Linked DNA regions of Rattus norvegicus: region 1 is linked to region 2. Evidence: chromatin contacts called from public Hi-C data. All regions are on one chromosome and are shown on one strand. Each heading gives the region's core, a stretch centred on a gene start, on an enhancer-like site or on the middle of the called end of the contact. The rest is flanking DNA. Distances are from core to core; before and after follow the strand shown. Region 1 has its middle 18 kb from the start of Ifnb1. Region 2 has its middle 150 kb from the start of Slc24a2.

The links. A called contact is a pair of places that touch in the nucleus more often than the background predicts.
Region 1: a contact with region 2 is called in a Hi-C map of the A7r5 cell line, with 9 times the contacts expected there. The contact joins two enhancer-like sites. A contact is called at or near these places in 4 of 12 Hi-C or Micro-C datasets (the A7r5 cell line, the Rat2 cell line, Schwann cells and 1 more).

What each region holds. Positions count from the first base shown.
Region 1 is chr5:108,084,397-108,087,378 of GRCr8, reverse strand. No RefSeq gene overlaps it. Among named protein-coding and RNA genes, the nearest start is that of Ifnb1, 18 kb to the right of the region's middle. Within about 2 kb of position 1,353, at least 14 of the 93 cell types and tissues checked have an H3K27ac peak or open chromatin away from gene starts, as enhancers often do. A contact at or near this core is called in the A7r5 cell line, where this site is marked.
Region 2 is chr5:106,933,113-106,936,116 of GRCr8, reverse strand. No RefSeq gene overlaps it. Among named protein-coding and RNA genes, the nearest start is that of Slc24a2, 150 kb to the right of the region's middle. Within about 2 kb of position 1,601, at least 4 of the 93 cell types and tissues checked have an H3K27ac peak or open chromatin away from gene starts, as enhancers often do. A contact at or near this core is called in the A7r5 cell line, where this site is marked.

The DNA of each region.
Region 1 (2,982 bases), core at 104-2,603, 1.2 Mb before region 2:
TCTCACAAGCATGAAAACCTGAGTTGTCTCATTTCCAGAATCCACATTTTATAAAGCCTGGTGTGAGCACCTGTATGTCTGTGTGCTCCCTGCTCTGGAAGATGGAGATGACCAACAGATCCCTGGGGCTCACTTGGGATGTTCTAGGTCAGGGAGAGGCTTAATCTGAAAGGGGAGGGGGAGAAGGAATGGCACTTGACTAATGACATCTAAGACAGAGGCAAGAAAGTTTAAATCGGATGTGATTAGCATCACTGGGGAGATACTCATCCAAATCAAACCCACTTTACAAAAAACCTAAAACCAGATAAGGAGATAACACATATCCATGAAAATGGAGAAACAGAAATCCTTCTCCACTTCTGGTGGACTGCTGTGCTAATGACTAGGAGCTCAGACTCAAATCACAGAACAATGGCTTCTTGCAGACTCATTATATTTGCAAAGAAGCATAGGTCCAAAACAGAGAGTGAAATGGAGAGACAACCCCCTCCCAGAAGTACCCTCATGTTAGAACTGATGGAAGTTGTGAGAGATGGTGAAGAGAATAAGCTGACAAAAGGGTTGGGGTAGGCAAGCAAGAGCTAAAACAATGAGTTGACCAATGGGTGTTTTATGGGTAAAACATAATGGTTGGAATGAAACAAAAGAAAAAGTTCATCCTTTGGTTGGGAGTGGAAGATGGGAAGCCCACTAGGTATTGAGTGTCCCTGTTAGACGCCTAAATTAGTGGGTTACATTTAACATTTTAACATGGAGCAAGAAGGTCAGTGTGTAACCAGTGTCCTTAGCTATACATTTTTAAATGCCTTTGTAGTGCTGTGTCATAAAACGGTGGATCATTGTTTTGTTTAGCTGATTTGCTCAGAATGTTACTTGGCAGCTAATAAATGTTCCTTGTACCTAGGTCCTCTATTGGAAATGTTAATAACCGTTAGAACAGTCTCAGTTCATAAGCAGAAGCAAAGCCATTCAAGAGAATTGGTCAAGAACTTTGTCAGTCTAACTTCACTTCTCACAAAGAAGAAGAAGAGAGAGGCATTTGCCAGATGCCTACACTGAGCTTTTTGCCAAAATTTCTGAGTTACAGCTAATACCATTGCTCTCAACTACATGCTGTCTGGTTACAAGGCCACGCCTTACTCAGAACTTTCCTATTTCTCTTTGTGCTCAGGCAGTTAAAAGTTTTTACCAGAAAAGCATTAGGCAGCCAAAAGGAAAAAAATAAAAATCCCCTGTTCTGAGAAGATTGCTGAACTCCTTTCAGCCTGGCTGGAGGGGACTCCTGGCCCATTTCTTCAAATCCAGTTTGACAACTAACGTGTTTAGTTTCCCTTTCGCCTGTTGCGTCATCCCCTTTGTTATTTTTGTGCTCGTGGTTCATAGTTAATTACGCAACCCTTGGTGAGGAAATCGCTAAGTTGGAGTCTAAGTTTAGCGATGCAGAGAGTGTTGCTTCTTTGGCTGTTTCTCTGTAGAATGCCAGAAACTGAGACAGGAAGAGAACAGAGAATGGACAATGGCACGTGTATACTAGCAGAGATGGGGGTGAGGCTGTGTTTCTTCATCTATGGGAAGGGAAGGAGGAAAAGAGAAAAGGAGAGCGGGGAGTGACTTTATTATGAGCTCATCTCAGAGGACTATGGTAGCTGTGATTCCCTGGTTTCAAAGGACAAGCCACCTGCAAGCTGAAGACCCCGGGTTGCCAGGAGCACAGATCAGTCCAAGTTTGGAAGCCTCAGAACCAAAAAAAGACTGGAATATAATTCTGTCCAGAGACAAAGAACAAGAACTCAAGGGGGCCATTGGAGTCAAAAGGGCTGACAGATCCTGCAGCTGTGTTCAGAGGCAGAAAATGACACATGTCCAAATGCAGGGAGAAAGAGAGGGAGGCACCCACTCTTTGCCATGTTTGTTTTACCTAAACCCCCAAGTGATTGTGCCTTCTCTGATCTCTCCCATTCAGTTCACTACCTCACCCATCATTTCCCTCTGAAAACACATTGCAGAAATGACACCGTGCCATTTAATCATCCAGTCAGGTTGACCCTTGCAAGCCCCTAAGCCCATCACTAACAGTGAATGTAGGAGCAACCGTGCCCAGAGCTGTCTGCTATGCCAAAGGTAAAGCAAACCGAGACTCGGGGTCAGTTAGATGGTCAAGTAATCAGCAAGTGTCCTGACAACATGTGTGGAAGATACAGGGTGAGCAGTCCTATGTATCTCAGGCGCCTTAATCCACTGACGGGAATGTTCTGGGGAAAGAAGTGCAGGACAGAGGACCATCTGGTCATGTATATAGGAGGAGGAGGAAAAGGTTCTTAGCAGTTACAAGTTTGGGGTCAACACCCTAAAATAAGAGACTAAAAATAAAAGATTAAACAAAGTTTGAGAGAAGTTCTGCGACTTGGGACTTCATTTAAAAATGAAGGTCCAAGCTGGGCATGATGGCACACCTCTAATTCTAGCACTCTGGAGGCAGAGGCAAGCTTGGTTACCAGACTTAGTTGCATGGTAGCCAGGGCTACATGAAGCTAGCCTCCACTAATTAAACAAACAACCAAAAGAAGTTTACTCTGATTGGGTAAGTGGACGTGGTGACCTAGTAGCAGCAAACAAGTAGGTGGGAGGAAGGGGATCAGCAAAGCACCTTGTTGAGATTTCTCTTGAGGTCTTCTGTTCTCATTCCTTTCCTTCATGGGATGGGGGACCAGGACACCTCTCACATGAGCATCTTCTGACCTCCTAATTTAAGTGAGGAAAGTGAAAACTTCTTTGATGGTCATCACACACTGAAGAGAAAATAACTTTCTTCTGTGATATTCCAAGTTGTGATAGTTTGGCGGAACACATCTTGAACTCACACAAGAGAAGACTTGGACAGAACCCACAGTCAAGTGACCTGTGTTGAACAGCTGCATCTAGGGGTTGACCAGGAAGGAAACCCAAAAAATGAGTTTGGTGATTGGCTTATGACAAGAC
Region 2 (3,004 bases), core at 352-2,851:
GAGGGCTCTGGCACAAGGCCAGTTCCAGGGGTGAGCAGGGGGCCCACCTCTAGAAAACAATAGCCTACTGCCCCTGGCCAGGTGCAGCAGGCCCTTCTCTGCACAGTGTGGAGCTGGGAGAGGAGGGCTCTTTGTGAGCTCGGAGTAGCAGCAGAGGAAGGGGCTCTTTGATTTGACTCCTCAAGGAGCTCCTGACAGTCCACTTTCAGGAGACTTTCTTGGGATTCAAGTCACACCCCATTGGATTTTATTTCGACCCGAAAAACTCAAAGCGGTCAGCTGAAACAGCTGATTTTGGCTGGCTGTCCCTTCAGAGCCATAAATCACACCGGTGCCACCTTGGGAACACGAACCTGGACCCATACTGGTCTACTTTGCCCCAAGTATGGGAGGATTTAATGTGTGTCTTCTTGGGGTTTCACCATGGAATGTTTTTCTCACAGAATTGAAAAGTGCCGGCTTAGGCTTAAAAGGTGTTGGACACAAATGAGCAGCAATAAGCAGTTGTATAGACTGCGCAGGGGTCTTTCTAACTGAAAGAGATGCTCTCCTCTCTAGGTCTTGGCAGCAGAACCCGAAAGGTGCAGGAAACTGATTTAAGCCGCCAGCTGAGACCCCTTCTGCCTTTCTGGCAGATCTAAAAACTTGGTTCCTCCAGGATGGAGGGATCCTCTCAGATCCCAGCCCTGGTGTCTACCCTTTCTTGATGAATATAAATCCCTTTAACTTTATTGGCGCCATCTGCCCAAGGGGATCGTAGATCTCTAATTGGTGTGAAAAGAGGATTGGGATACCCACTTTGCCTCTGCTACCCCTAAGTGAAGGATCCGTCCCCACTGCTCTCCACTGGGGGGCGGACAAGATCTGGTGCGTCTCTTTCCCCAGCTTCTGCCGGAGGGTTTGCGTGCAACTTAAGGATCGCTAATTGCAATATAAAACGGATGCAATCTCCAGGATGCCTTAGGAAGACTGGCTTTCTCCGGCGCCTTCTATCTACATTGTTTGTTTGGGTTTTTTCCCCTTGTGTTCCGTTCAGCGAATTGCCTGTCCGATACAATACGAGGAGGGATGGCAGGTCTGAGCAATCAATCTGTTTGGCCTTCGTTTCCACAACGCAGTATTTCTCTTAAACCAGTCCCCCCAAATTATTCCGATTTACTCGTCTGAAGCTGTCTGCCCCGACCCCGATGATACCCGCACGCACAGCATCACCCCTAAGTTACTCATAGCTGAGCTGTAGTCTCAGGATGAAATGAACACTTGGCCGGTGACAGAATGACATTTTAAAATCGTGAGAAGGACCTGAAAGGGCATGCCTGAGCTGAGCAATAAAGGGTTGCTGCTGGCGCGGGACAGCCAGAATCCTTGCAAACAGAGCTGTGAGACCCCCAACCCCGGCTGCTCAAGACAAGACTCTTCTTGAACAAGGGTGATGAATGAAAGGCCACACGTAACTATCGCGAAGAGAAAAGGAGATAGAAAATGGAGAAGTCAAACAAAGGGGCAGGAAGAAAAAGCAGAGAAACAAAAGTGGTCCTCCGGCTGGGTGAAAAGAGCCGCCTCCAGGGTTATCTCGGTCCTCTCCCGCCATCTAGTGGCCCCAATTTGCTACTGCCGCAACCGGGTTGCTGTGGATGTCCTGCGGGAGACATACTTTGGAATCTCACCACCTCCCAGTCAGAAGAGGAGACTTATTCTCCAACACAAAGGGTAACCTGAGCCCTTTCCGCACGGAAGAGTTTGTTTTGATTTGAAATACTGAGCAATTAAAGAACAGATGTGTGTCTTGCTCAAACTGCAGGCCAAAGGAAGTTGAGCTTGGAAATTCCCCAGCCCCCAGCAAGTTCTTTAAAAGGGTTCATGTGTGTAACTCACGATTAAGATCTCTGTCAGGATAGGCTAGCTCTTCACTACTAAAGACTATTTGTCACTTCCGTTTTCTGACACTATCCAGAAAGAACGCTCTTTTCCAGTTTATTCCTGCTCAGTTTCCAAGAGAAGCTGGCAGGGTGGGCATATGTCACCAAGATCTACTGGCCTGCATCTACTCCCTGGGGTAGCTTCTAACAATTAGCTTTCTGTGAACAAAACAGTTTCTGGGGCATCTTCTCCTGCCCCTGGACATACCTCCACTGTCAATAAATACTTCCAGTTCCCAATGATCAAATTGAATTCAGTATGCACTGGTTAATATTTAAAGGGAGAACACTCCCAAAGAAGCGACTGAAGTGTTAGAAATAAAATCTACGCACGCATGGTTAGACTTCTAGACGTGAACATTTACCCTGATCGATTATTCCTGCCAATGTCAAAAGCTCTCATGTATGTTATACTGTAAAAGATAACAAAAAGTAAATATATCTACACTTCCACATACATAAAAAGCAGCCTTCTTTCTCCTAGACTCCTGTCTTCTTTCTGGGTCACTAGACTTACATAGTTGTCTGACTGAGTAGGTACAGAAGCAGCCCAGGGAAGTTTGGACACTTGCTTTATAGCTCATCTGATGGAACTGTAGGGCCACTGCCCATTGTGAGGTTTGTAGTGCTTTCTCTTTATGGGCTCTATTGGAAGGGCTGGGGACTGACGACCTAGAGATATTTCTTCAAATGTCCTACTTGACGCATAGGTGTGTTCTGGGACCAAATCCCTGGGGAGGTGGCTCACCTTGACCTTTGAGGCCAGCATGAGGTCAGCCTGGGTCAGTCACAGGAACACAGGATGACTCTATCCTTCCTGCCACCATAGACCTGATTCTCTCCCTTAGGCTAGGGAGGCAAAGGAGAGGTGCACCACGCAGGCCCAGTGAACAGGGAGAGCAACAACTTGGAGGGAGTTGAGGGGTGTCCCTGTGGAGATGTAGCTTCACTGTGCTGTGTAGCCTTGGGGATTCCATCTTTCTTCCCATTTATTCATCCTGAGCCCAACCTTAAAACATTATCTTCTAAGGGCAAAGAAAGGTATTTATCTTGGAATAAGTGATATGGCATCCTTGAGGAGGAGT